2 separate regions of the Rattus norvegicus genome follow, and region 1 is linked to region 2. Evidence: chromatin contacts called from public Hi-C data. All regions are on one chromosome and are shown on one strand. Each heading gives the region's core, a stretch centred on a gene start, on an enhancer-like site or on the middle of the called end of the contact. The rest is flanking DNA. Distances are from core to core; before and after follow the strand shown.

Evidence for each region. A called contact is a pair of places that touch in the nucleus more often than the background predicts.
Region 1: a contact with region 2 is called in a Hi-C map of Schwann cells, with 6 times the contacts expected there. The contact joins two enhancer-like sites. A contact is called at or near these places in 11 of 12 Hi-C or Micro-C datasets (the A7r5 cell line, the Rat2 cell line, Schwann cells and 6 more) and 1 of 1 datasets of contacts at active chromatin or transcription factors (oligodendrocytes).

What each region holds. Positions count from the first base shown.
Region 1 is chr9:118,312,833-118,319,464 of GRCr8, reverse strand. It overlaps LOC120094777 (a long non-coding RNA gene), which reads right to left. Exons shown (of 3, transcript XR_010055098.1): 2 at 5,610-6,632; 3 at 3,063-4,445. Among named protein-coding and RNA genes, the nearest start is that of Myl12b, 19 kb to the left of the region's middle. Within about 2 kb of position 4,539, at least 11 of the 93 cell types and tissues checked have an H3K27ac peak or open chromatin away from gene starts, as enhancers often do. A contact at or near this core is called in the A7r5 cell line and Schwann cells, where this site is marked.
Region 2 is chr9:118,101,630-118,108,277 of GRCr8, reverse strand. All of the region lies in intron 7 of Dlgap1 (DLG associated protein 1), which reads right to left. All of the region lies in intron 2 of LOC102555426 (a long non-coding RNA gene), which reads left to right. Among named protein-coding and RNA genes, the nearest start is that of Tgif1, 99 kb to the left of the region's middle. Within about 2 kb of position 2,332, at least 66 of the 93 cell types and tissues checked have an H3K27ac peak or open chromatin away from gene starts, as enhancers often do. A contact at or near this core is called in the A7r5 cell line and Schwann cells, where this site is marked.

The DNA.
Region 1 (6,632 bases), core at 3,290-5,789, 210 kb before region 2:
TGAGAAGCATTCCTGTTTCCATTTTTCACCACAAAGTATCACAAGCGGTTGGTCATGTGATTAAGACTAGGCCGAAGTAGACACCAAGCCGTTCATCTAGTGACCGTTGCCCAGCAAGCTCTTGTAAGTGCTGCTGACTAAAGGCCAGGACAGACAGGAGAGGGGAGGCCACATAAATACTGTGTGGTGACAAAAAAACCATCGCATGATGAAAAGTGAACAGAAAACGCTTCTTAGGAAGTATGGCCCCATTGAGGTCTGCTTAACAAGGGGTCCATGTACAGAGGCCGACTCACAGGAGCCAACCTCTCCCAAGGCACGGTGGCAGTAACAACATGAGGACGATCTCAACTCAAGTGTAGAATCCAGATAGGGAATCTCATGGATGTAGGTAGGAGAGAAAAACATGATTTGTGCTTGAGAAACTCACTGTGGCTGTCGTGTACAGGCAACAAAGAAGCCAAGCCACCTAGAGAACCATGGCACCCAGAGATGCAGTCACTTGGCTTGGGCTAACGCAGACACGGCTGTCCTTGGCCCACTGACCTCCAGTCTAGCTGTGCCGTGTTAGGCCAGATTGGAAGGACTGGTGTAGGGTGCCAGGAGGTACTTTCAATGTTTAAAACAAAACAAAATCAATGTCCAATAAATAACCTTGGTGTTGAAAAATCTAACACTGCCTTCTTTGAGATCCTATGGTATGTGTGTCTATAAACCTCTTAAATGTCGTAGAGGGGCCTGAGGACGTGGCTCACTGGTAGAGCTCTTGCCTGGTATTTACTCATGAAGCCTCAGGTTCCATCAACACCTCATGAAAATACAAGCATGGCAGCACAGGCCTGTGATCCCAGCACTGGGGAGGCAAAGGCAGGAAGATCTGAAGTTGAAGCTCACCTTGGGTATGTAGTATTAGAGGTTAGCCTGGGCTACACCCTGTATGAATAAATAGAATGTTCTGAGTATTTTTCTATTGTTACAGGAAAAAAAAATAGAATCTGACTCTAGGTGGACACGTGCCATTGATTCCTGATTTTCTTTTAATGACTTTAAATGTTTTACTTTAGGTACATTGTTGGTGTTTTGCCTGCCTGCATGTATGTGAGGGCCATGTGGGTGCTGGGATTGAACCTGGGTCCTCTGGAAGAACAAACAGTGCTCTTAACCATGGAGCCATCTCTCCAGCTGCTACCACTACCACTACCTTGTGAGTGGAAGGTTTTCTGAAATGATTTCTCTCTGTAGCTAGCCCTGGCTGTCCTAGAAATTGCTCTGTAGACCAGACTGGCCTTGAACTCAGGGATCTGCATCCTTGTGTTAGGATTAAAGCTGATCACCACTACCACTTACTGTCTCCTGTCTTAAGAGTTAGTCCAGGGTACTGGAGAGATGGTTTGGAGACTTGCTGCTTTCGTGGAGGATTGGGGTCTAGTCCCCAGCAACAACATGTGGTGGTTCACAACTACCTGTAACTCCAACTTTAGGGGACCTTATACCCACTTTCAGCCTCCGTAGATATATGCACACATAGACACATAAATACAAAGTGTCAAGAAGAAAAGAGTCAGGGGTGATGTCAAAGGCAAAGAGAGTAGGATCACTTCAAGTTCTAGGCCAGCTTGGTCCACATAGTCCCTTCCGGGCAAACCTGGGCTACACAGTGAGACCCTGTCACAGACACAAACAGAAGTTAATCCAGTTGGACAGGTCAATCCTTTGGCCAAAGGTCCAACCCTCAGGAAGGCAGGCCCACCCTAAGCTGTGCTAAAGAGGTAAATACCGTGAGATACTGTACTTTTCCTGTCCTGAATCCCCTTGCTCTGCTGCTGCTGAGCTGTCCTTAGGCTCTGCCAGGTCTGCCTGCTTTTCCTCGGCCCTGGTTCTCAGGAAGACACAACCTTTCCTTTTCCTTCTCTTCTGTCTCCCCTTTGGATGCTGGCCAGAACACAAGTGTGCTTTTTCTGGGGCTTCCTTACCCTTTCTCAAAAGCTGCCCCCTCTGCCCTGTGGCTGCTTGTCCTCCACAGGACTCATCTCCATGTGGCCTGAACTCATGTGGTTTCTCTTCTCTAGACTCTTCCAGGCAGCTGTCTGGGGTTTACCAGCCTGCTTTCCCTGGGTTCTTATATTAAACTAATAAAGTTGCCTTTAAGCTCTCCTATGAATCTGTTCTTAAATCCTTCTTAAAATTTTTATTTATTTATTTATTTATTTATTTATTTATTTATTTATTATATATACTGTAGCTGTCTTCAGACACACCAGAAGAGGGTATCAGATCCCATTACAGAGGGTTGTGAACCACCATGTGGTTGCTGGGAATTGAACTCAGGACCTTTGGAAGAGCAGTCAGTGCTCGTAACCACTGAGCCATCTCTCCAGCCCCTTAAATCCTTTTATTAATGAAACTGAGAGCCCCCAAGGAGGGACCCCAACATTTCTGGTATCACTCTGTACTAAGCATGATACACTGCTGCCCTCTGAGGCTGGTATTTTTATGGTTTAGTTTGTACAGAAGAGGAATTGAGGAATAGGAGTGGCTTCTCAGGGAAGCACAGCTAGCTAGTAAGCATGGGGCTGTGGTCTGAGCGCAGTGGGTGTGGCCCAGGAAAGTGATGAGCAGAGAAGACACCAGTCGTGTGTTATAGAAGCCTCCGTCGTTACATTTTGTCCTGGGTAGTGTGTGCACTGTCATCTCGTCTTCTGGGTAAGAAGACTGAACTACAGACGTCATCCTGCTTGCTGGACAGAATCTAGCTTCTGACCTTCCTGACAAAAACATCAAGCCTACAACTTCCCGATTAAACAGTTGGGACCTACAGTCTAATCAAGACGCTCTTCGCTCTTCGGGGTTGGGGATTTAGCTCGGTGGTAGAGCGCTTGCCTAGGAAGCGCAAGGCCCTGGGTTCGGTCCCCAGCTCTGAAAAAAAGAACCAAAAAAAAAAAAAAAAAAAAAAAAAAAGACGCTCTTCAGTTAGAGGGAAGTGGAGAGCTCAGTAACGTGAGTGGCTGGGTGTCTTAGTCAGCGTTTCTATTGCTGTGATGAAACTCTAAAGACAAAAGAGCATCGCGGGGAGCAAAGGGTTTACTTTGCTCACAGTTCCACATAACAGTTCATTGTCAAAAGTGATGAGGTCCGGGACTCAAGCAGGGCAGGAACATGGAGGCAGGAGCTGATGCAGAGGCCGTGGAGGGCTGCTGCTTACTGACTTGCTTATCATGGCTTGCTCAGCCTACTTATAAACTTAGGATGAAAACTCAGGTGTGGCAACACCCACCAATGGGCTGGGTTCTCTCCCATGGATCACTCATTAAGAAAAGGCCCTACAGGCTTGCTACAACGTGATCTTATAGAGGCATTTTCTCAATTGAGGCTCCCTCCTCAATGACCACCTTGTATCATAAAACCAGCCAGGACACTGGGCTAGACTGACAATAGACAAAGAAAAGGAAAATTGTACAAACGTATCTGCAGTCTCCCTGCAGGAGACTCAAGGCCAGGCGGTGCCACCTTAATCTGAACAGGGGCTGAGGATTGAGAAGGAACAGGAGGTTTTGGAAGGCTTCAGGGAGAAAAACTATGACAGACAGAAATTATCTTGCACTGATAAAATCTCTCAGGGAGGAATAGGTGGCAGCCTGGGGCAAAAGCTGCCCTGGGCTCAGTATGGACCTTTAACCCCTTTTCCTGAACTCAGATCTTTCCTAGAATGCTTCTCAGGCATTCTTCAGAGCAACCCTCAGCTCGCCCCCGCCTTCCGTGATCTGGCAGCACGACCCAGTAAGGTGCTCATGACGTGTCCGAGCTCTTAGCATGATCCATGCATGTATTACTGTTTAGCGTGATAAGTTATCATGTTATGCCTTACAGGGGCTGGAGAGATGGCTCCTTGTTAAGACCACTTGCTGCTCATACAGAGGCTGCAGGTTTGACTTCCCAGCACACCATGAAGGGAGCCTCATAACCGCCATAACTCCAGTTCCAGGTGATCCAACTCCCGCTTCCGGCCTCCTAGGGCACCAGGTACGTAAATGGTGAACAGGCAAACATGCAGACGAAACACCCAAACTGGTAAGTAATACTAAATTTTTTAAAAATGTTATGCATTATGTATGAGCACAAGCCTTGGAATCTGAATGTAGAAACTGTTGAAGAACTTAGGGCGGAGAGATCCCGAGAGAGTGTCACTCAGAAACTGAAAGAGGATGTGGAAGTTTATTACAGATTGAAGTTTTTTCTTTTCTTTTGTTGTTAGTTTGTTTCATTTTTTGTTTTTTTCTTCAAGACAGGGTTTCTCTGTGTGGTGCCGCTGTCCTGGAATTCACTCTGTAAATAGACCAGGCTGGCCCACATACTACAGTTTTGAAGAAAGACTTCTCGGGTTGAAAAGATGGTGGCGGTCACAGAATACACTTGTCGCCTTTGTACTTGGTCTCAGTGGAGCTTTCCTTTAAAACCAAAAACCAAAACACAGTTGTCAAGCGCAGTTGTTTAGAGACGATAACTGGAAGTGTCACTAGGTGTCACTATTATTCTTGGTACTGTAGTAAACCATTCCCTAAGGAGCTTAAACTGTAGAGTAGCGCGCAGTCTGACTTCAGAGCACTGGCCCCACTTTGTCAAGAGCTCTTTAGAGGACAATTTCATGCAAAGTCCCTACAGGAAATTCATGCGTCTCTGCATTCCAGATTTAGGGAGCAGTTTCTGGGATTTGATTTTTATGAGAACTCATAGCAAGTGCCTATCTCCTCCGTCCCCCTCCCTGTCCTTCCTCCTCCCTTCTCCTCCCTCCCTCTTCCTCCTCACTCCCTCTTCCTCCTCCCTCCCTCTTCCTCCTCACTCCCTCTTCCTCCTCCCTCCCTCTTCCTCCTCACTCCCTCTTCCTCCTCCCTACCTCTTCCTCCTCCCTCCCTCTTCCTCCTCCCTCCCTCTTCCTCCTCACTCCCTCTTCCTCCTCACTCCCTCTTCCTCCTCACTCCCTCTTCCTCCTCCCTAACTCTTTCTTTCCTTCCTCCTTCCTTCCATTCATCCACCATCAATTCATGTATAAATATTTGTTAAGTGATTAGAAAGTTCCAGAATCCAGCTCTGCAGTCTTTGAGAATCCTGGGCTCAAACTATCCCCTGACCTTAAATCTCCCAGTTTCCTTGGGCTGGCAGGCAGGTCCCACCTCATTCACTTCTGGTCCCATGGTCATGTGAACATGTGAGCAAGTCTTTATCATTCTTGCCATTATCACATCTATCGCAGAGACCACAAGCCGGTAGATGTGTGTGAAATTGTGTTGTAAAATTATGCCTTATTTTTCTGCCTCAAAAAATTCGAGCAGCATCTGTTTAATAGCTCTATGCAATGTACTCTAACAAGTCATCCAACCTAAATGTCTCAAGACAACACAAATAGCTTGTAAGACAGCTTCTTTTTATTGCTATTTCCTCCCCCAACTCCCCATCTCCTGGAAATATCATTAGAATAATGCCAGAAAAATACCAAATGAATAAAAGACCTGAAAGTGTTTGGCTGGGGGGTGGGGTGGGGATGGAAATATTCTGTGGAATGCATATGAATAGGCATGTTCATGTTTAAATATGAGAAATCATTTTGGACATACCTTCAGGAAGTCCTAATCCCTCCAGTCCTGCGTCTGCTGTCTTGGGTTCTCAGGGCACAATGCTTCCTTTCAGATCCCCCTTCCAAAGGAGTATGATGAAATCTGTTTCCTCTCCTGGACTCCGTGAAAATACATCCGGACGCTTCCCTACACTGCTCTTTCCTAATCACCTCAGTGCAAACGGACTTCAGCTCGTGTAAGGGGCTGACTATAGATTCCCAGATAACCTTTTCCCATGCTTTGCTTGCATGGAAATAACCTTTTTCCATGCACTGTGTGCAGGCACACACACACACACACACACACACACACACACACACACACAGAGAGAGAGAGAGAGAGAGAGAGAGAGAGAGAGAGAGAGAGAGAGAGAAAGAAGCTACTTTTTTGCCCAGAGCAATGTAGTGTCAATTGCTGTTGTCCTAGTTTATCAGTGTGAAAGACAGCTGTTATTGAGTTGCAATGTGTAACACCCCAGGAGGCTGTCAAAGCTACTCTTGAAAATCTGCTTGCTGGAGAATGACACCTATTTCCTCCGGAAGTTCCATTGTTGGCCTCCGTGCTGGTCAGTTACCTTGGCAACCCTAAGAACTGGACCAGAATGTAACATAAAGCCACAGATCAAGTTTCCACAATAGCCACAGGTTTGGAAATGTCTGCGGTAGTCTGTTCATAGTTGGGAGCGGGAGTCTGTTTGCTAAAAGGCATTTTAGGAAAGCAACTCCCACTTCTCAGATGAGACTAATGACCCAGTGCCCCCTGCTCTCCCTTGCAATGTCACAGCCAGTTGTAGCAGAACTCCTACTCCAAGCTCTTCATTGGTCTCTTGGCCTCTGTGTTCTCTGTTTTCTCAGTCTATCAGAGGTGGGACTGGCTTGCCTACCCAACCGCAGAGCTGCTGACTTATGGTGATGATGGTGATGATGAAGAAGATGATGAAGAAGAAATTGCCCTTAAATTTCACATTTGAGTTACATAAAAAGGGTTTTGTTTTTTTTTTTTTTTTACAACTTTTGAGCCTAT
Region 2 (6,648 bases), core at 1,083-3,582:
CCTTCCTTCCACCTAGAAACCCTCTTTTTTCTTTCTCCAAAGGGAAAACTATACAGGTTAGTCTGTATTGGCCTCCATGGTCCAGAGGAAGGATACCTGTTTCTTGCATACTCAGTTAGCAAGAGCAGCTCTGAGAAGGACACTCTTTACCTGCTGTTCATTGACAGCTGAGGACACAACTGGAAGAGACTCTCCAGGTGTCCCTTAAAGGCTGCACCTGCCCTACCACCCTGGGGTGTAGCTCAGTGGTAGAGCATACACCTATCAAGAACAGGGATGTATTCTAGCATGGGAAAGAGAGACAGCTGGACGGGGATGCTTGTCATTTGCCGAAATTTCAGTTCAACAAAACAAAACCCAACGACCTTGCAGTCCCTTTGAAGTCGAGATTAAAATTGGTATCAAGTTACTCCACCCTCTATCCCCATTCACTGAGTGTTAATGAACCCAAGGCTGGTCTCTTTAAATTCCAAAAACAACCCTGCAGAGGAGGGTACAGCCAGCAGATAAAAAGGAGGCCAAGAGAGAGGTTGCTTTGCCCCAGCTCTCCCACGGGGTAGAGCTGGCCGGAAAGTTGCTCTTCCCACAGAAGTTACTTATTTTTTCGGACGTGCCACTGTATCTGCACATCGTGGGTGAACACTTGTCATCCCAGCACTGGAGATGAAGAAAGAGGCAGAGGGATCAGGTGTTAAGGCTAGCCTCTGCTACAGTGTGAGTTCAAGGCTAGCCTGGGCTAGATGAAGCACTGCCTCAATAACAATGACAAAAAGATTCTCTCGTGAATCTCCCAGAGAACAGTGCTGCCTGAGTGCAGGTTGGAAACTTCACCAACAGCCGGAACCCTCGGGTCCTGGGGATTGCAAGCCACCGACATACAGTGATTCAAACCTTGATAGTAAGTTATGCTGTAGGCATACTGTTAGCAGTTTCCCCCTCAGGTCTGACAGTTCCAAGGTCAGATTTTGAGTGATGGCTTTCAGAAACGTGGCTGGAGGAGTCGTGTCTTAAAACCACGTGCCAATTCTTATAGTAATCGGAGCTTCCAGCAGGGGGGTGCTGTGGTGGTATCACTTTCTCTATTGGACCACCAATAGAGGGTGGAGGCTATACAGGGTTTCTTTTATATTTTAATTTTGTTTTGTTTATTTTGAGCCAGTGTTTCACTGTGTAGTGTGTAGCCCTGGCTGGCCTAGACCTCTGTAGACCAGGCTAGTCTTGGAAAGAGATCTGCCTGCCTCTGTTTCCTGAGTGCTGGGGTTAAAAAGCCACCACACCTAGTCTAAAAGTATAGCTTTGGCTGGTCTAGAACTCCTGACCCTCCTACCTCTGCCTCTTCAGCATACCCTCCTGGTGTGCAGTTGGGTTTGATCAGTGTCCTGTCACTGCTTTGGTATAGTTCTGGGGGTCTGTTGGTTCACCAGCACAGGAGACATTCTGTTAGTTTTATCCTAATGAATGGCAGAGGTCCCTGGAGGATCCTTTCACTGTGTTCTTTCCACAGGTTAGGGTGATGTCTAGGTCGCAAATGGTACTGGATGCTGTGTCTTTTGAGATAAGCATTGTATAGTCAAGGCTGTGCTGTCTGAGCCACCTTTTCCCCATTCCCTACCAACAGGCCAACTTCTAAGATAGCTTTTTTTTTTTCAGACAGGAGAGTGGGTCCACAGTAGGTTTTGTTGGACCCATCTGCACAGATCATCTTTGAATGCGTGGCTCAGTGCTCTAGGCTCTAGTTTATACTCAGGCAACCCTGAGATAATTGTTGGCTGCAACCTGCATTGCAGAATACAAGGAGGTGGGGTATATAGCTTGTGGTATACCGCTTGCCCAGCACCCGGGGAGCCCCACCCCCAGCAACAGCCAAAACAGTCTTTTCAAACTGATGTGTGGGTAGACAGATATGTTAGTGAGCTGCCCGGGTGACTGATCAAACACTCGACACACTTATGACACCAAACAAGCCCTGTTCCCACTTCCTGGTGTGGATTATATTCTTGTTTTTAAAATGAACTGTAAAAATGAAAGGCAATAAATTTTTTTCTTTCAGATTTCTATTATCGTAGGTCAGATTTTATTAAATGGTAACTTTGGGCTGATAGCTATTCGGTGAATCGCCTGCTTGCTAACCCGAGTTCAATCCCTGGAACCTACAGGGCAGGAGAGAAACAGCTCCAGCAAAGTGGCTTCTAGCCTTGGTGTGTGCCCTTTCTCAATAAAGAAATGACTGTGAGAAACAAATTCAAAAGGGAGACCATCAACATTGGAAACCTCCTGAGCATTGGTGTTGCAGGGCTTCGTGCCTTGACGCAACAGACTGGAGGCTGACTCTGCTCACCCTTGAAACTGCCCAGTCACTGTGGCTTTCGTTCCAAACAGAAAATACAGGAGAAGGATCTGGAATCAAGGAAAACCCAAGGCGAGTAGGGCTGGTGGGCAGATGTAAATCAGCTACCAATAAACCCTTAGAGAAGAGAACCTTTTTGATGGCAGCTGCCGGAGCTTCAGCCCGTTTGAGTTGCTGATAACCTCATCAAGCCCTCAGATAAAGGCTAGTCTTGTCACCCTGGGCACCTGGCTGAGAGGCAATAAAACGTAGCCTAATCTCCTAAGGGTGGAGTTCGGCCAAGCTTTGCCCGCAGTAATTATAGCTCTAGAATTGCGGTCCTCTTCTGAGAAACCAGGAAGGGGGAAGGGGAGAAGATGGTTTAAGGCAGCGGGAAGTTGTGCCGTTTCTGTTCTTGGATTTAAAAGAGAAAGTGAGCCAATCAAGGAAGAGGGAGTGAGGGAAAAACAGCTAGGGGCTAGGCTCCCTCTCGAGGGGTTAACCAGCGTTCCTAACCGCAGGGTAAAAGGCTCAACTGTTGAGAATAATCCCAGAAACTTTAGGAACCTTCCTTTGTACATGTAAATAGCCGAGTCATTGCCTTGCTAAGCGGAGAAGGAAGAGTGACTCATTGGTCGCTCCTTACTCTGCCGTTGGATGGAGTTTACCGAGAGCAAGAAAACGACTTTAAATCCCAGCTCTGTAAGGGAATTCCTCTTGGGAGGGATGAATGCCGCCCAGACAAAGGAGCCCCCGTTGACATCTCGTTTACAATCTACCCCCAGGACACAGACAAGACCGCCTCCATAAACCCAGCTCAGAAACACCCATTGTTCAACACCCTCCATTAGCAACAAGCTACCGCCACCCCAAGGCTTTGCAAAAGAAAGGATTTGGTTGGAGGAAGCCTGGGACTGGGGAGGCTGTGAAAAGAGACAGGAAAGGCGTCCTTTGAGCCTCCGTTCAAGAGAAGAGTGCCGCAGAATAAACCTCGAGGTGTTTAATCTTTTAGTTTCCTTAAGAAATGCCTGGAAGAGCCCAAGACCAGTGATTGAGAACTCTAAATTGGATGTTAGCTCATTGCAGAAACTTCTGTCAACCGAAGTTACTAAATAGACTGTCTCTGCCTAATGTACATATTCTGAGCCTCGTAAAACCCTATACCACCGCAGCAAAGCACGGCTGAGTTCTTTACTAGACGTTGTTCTGAATAGTCCTCCAACCTACACCTGTACACATTTGTTTTGGTCCCTATCTTAATAAAGCTCAGAAATTCCAGAATACATTTGGATTTACCAAAAATAGAGGTGGGGTTTAAAAACAAAACGAAACGAAACTAAGTCAAGCCAACCGCTCTATCTTTATGCTCCTTGTTTAGCCCCAAACTCATGACTTTTGTGAACCCACTGTTCAAGCCAGAATTCTGGCCACGATCCTTCTGATCCTCCTGTCTCTTAGCTCATTCTAGAGTCATTCTATGTCCTGTTTGTCCCTTTCTGGGTCTCTGGATCTTTCTACTTATCATAGCCATTTCCTACCTCAGGTTTCTACACCTCCAGGTTGTGATTTATTAATGAGTCATGAGATCAGCCGAGTGAGTCATGCAGTTTCACTATTTAGAAAGGAAAATGTTTAAATAGAAATACCAGAGTGCCCTGTGGTCAGGAACGGGGTATTGTTGCATGAATCGTGTTTGTCCGGATCTGTGTACAAAGTAGGGGAGAGGTCAAATGCTTTTGTTTGTCAAAAGTATTTTCTAATTGGGCATCCTGGATGATCAGTTAATTGTCCCTGCGTTCAAACTGTTGTACATACTCGGAGACACGGTGAAAATGTGGAACACCCAGCTTGTCACCCTGGCTTGCATATGGTATCCCATCTAGGGCTGCGGGAACTCCCACTTCCCCATTCTGCCAGCCTTCTCGCCCCAAGACCCCCCCTTTTCCTGACCAATCATACTTTACTCAAGTTTCCCCACTTTGCCTTGGGATTCCTGCTGTGGAGTCTCTTCCTTCTCCCTCTCCGTCCAGGTATCAGTGTGGCTGCCACCACTTGCTGGAAGACATCTGCACTGTCCTTCCAAATGGCTGGCCTCTGGGAAGCAGGGGCTCTGCTCTTCTGGTCTGACAGGGCAGTTACATAGTCTGTTATCTGTCCAGTTCCTTCTCAATTTTTTTAAAAAAAAGATTTATTTATTTATTTATTTATTTATTTATTTATTTATTTATTTCTCTTATGTATAGGACTACACTGTAGCGGTCTTCAGACACACCAGAAGAGGTCATAGATCCCTCTGGTCTAATGATTGTGAGCCACCATGTGGTTGCTGGGAATTGAACTCAGGACCTCTGGAAGAGCGGTCAGTGCTCTTAACCGCTGAGCCATCTCTCCAGCCCCTCCTTCTGAATCTAAGTCCGTAAGTAGGCATTCTGTTGGCAGATAGGTTACCAGTGTGGTGCCTAGGTGACTTATTCACGCTCCGCCCTACCCTCATCTTGGTTTTCTCTGTGGAGAGGATGTCTTGATGGTTAAAGTCCTTCTTTTGGTGAGCTGGTCAAGGCTGGTTAGATCTAATATGCAGCCGGAGTGACTACCAAGAGTCTTCTGTTTGCTAAATGACACACATCGTCCAAAGTCATGGCATTTGTCAACTGCCATGACCATAGCAGGCGAGAGGGAGGATCACCACAATAGTTGAGTGATCCAGGAAGCAGCACCCAAGTTCCCTGAGAAGCAAACCTTCAGGTACCCCCAGAACAGACACGAATGCTTCCTCTCTAGGTTAAGTTATTCTTTGTCTCGATAGGCTGTAACCTCCTAACCCCCAAGGCTGAATTTTCAGCACTCATTTTTTTTTTTTTTTTTACTCTTGAAAGAAAGACTCCTCTATCATTCAACTGATGTCTAAAACAGGCATGGCTGCCATAGGCCCACACAGGCCCAGAGCTGTCTCACAGCAGGATATATGTGAGAGCAACTCAAGACTACTCAAAACCAGCTGGGACCAGCATGGCCAAAGATGACAGCTAACTTCCTGGGATTATGACATCTCCGTAGTATGGGCCTTGCAAAATTCCCGTAACCATTTATCTGGCTCAATGACAAACCCCCAAGCTCCATATAAGGACAGAAAAGAGGTGTAAACCCCATTCCAGAAATCTCCACCTCCACCCATGATGTAACACACGAAAGAATCTTCCCTTGTATCATAGGTTTAGGGTTAGACAGTGGCACTGTTAAGAAGCATTGTCCCGACCTTGAGCCCTCAGACTAGCATCTTTCCAACTTTAAGCCTTCAGACTAGCATCGTTTGATCTTTAGCTCTCAGACTAGCATTGTCTGGCCTTCAGCCCTCAGATTAGCACCCCCTCGCACACTTTCAAAATTACTTTGCTTAGCTGGAATTCAGGGGCCAGGGTTATGAAAAGATAAGAATGGCCTGCTCTCCATCTGGGTGCGGTAGCCCTTGAGAAGTGGGAGGATCAACAGTGCAAGACAAGTCTGGGCTACTACATGGTGACTTTGAAGCCAATCTGGGCCTCACAGGACTGAGAAGTGAAGAGACCTTCCTAAGGCCAAACAGCTGTCTAGGAATAGGAAATGGATATCATGTAGGTTTTAACTAAGTAGTGTAGGAGTGCTGGGGATTGGACCCAGGCATGGGGCATGCTAGGTAAGAACTCTTCAGCTGATGGCCTGTGAGATGGCTCAGCTAGCAAGAGCACGTGTATTTTTCAATCCTGGAACCCATGACAGATAAAGACGACAAACCCCACAAAGTTGTCCCCTGACCTCACATTTCCTTCCTTCCTTTCTCTCTTTCCTTCCTTCCTTCATTTCTTCCTTCCTTCCTTTCTTTTTCTTTCTTTCTTCCTTTCTTTCTTTCTTCCTTTCAGATTTGTTTATTTATTTTATGAGTGTGAGTACACTGTTGCTCTCTTCAGACACACGGGAAGAGGGCATCAGATCTCATTACAGATGGTTGTGAGCCACCATGTGGTTGCTGGGAATTGAACTCAGGACCTCTGAAAGAACAGTCAGTGCTCCTATCTGCTGAGCCATCTCTCCGGCCCCCTGACCTCCCATTTTCACTATGGCACACCATGGCGCATGTGCAGTCTAATAGTAAACAGTACCATACAAGTTGTAAAAGCTCTACAGCTGGACTATATCCCCACCTTTGTGAGCAAAGAGCCCTTCCCGGTAGTGGGCGTTGGCCTGGAACTCAAGATATTCTAGCCTCAGGCTCTCAAGTGTCAGGATTACAGGCACACATCACCATACCCACCCTCTCTCTCTAGGTGTCGTACCATGGCTAAAGA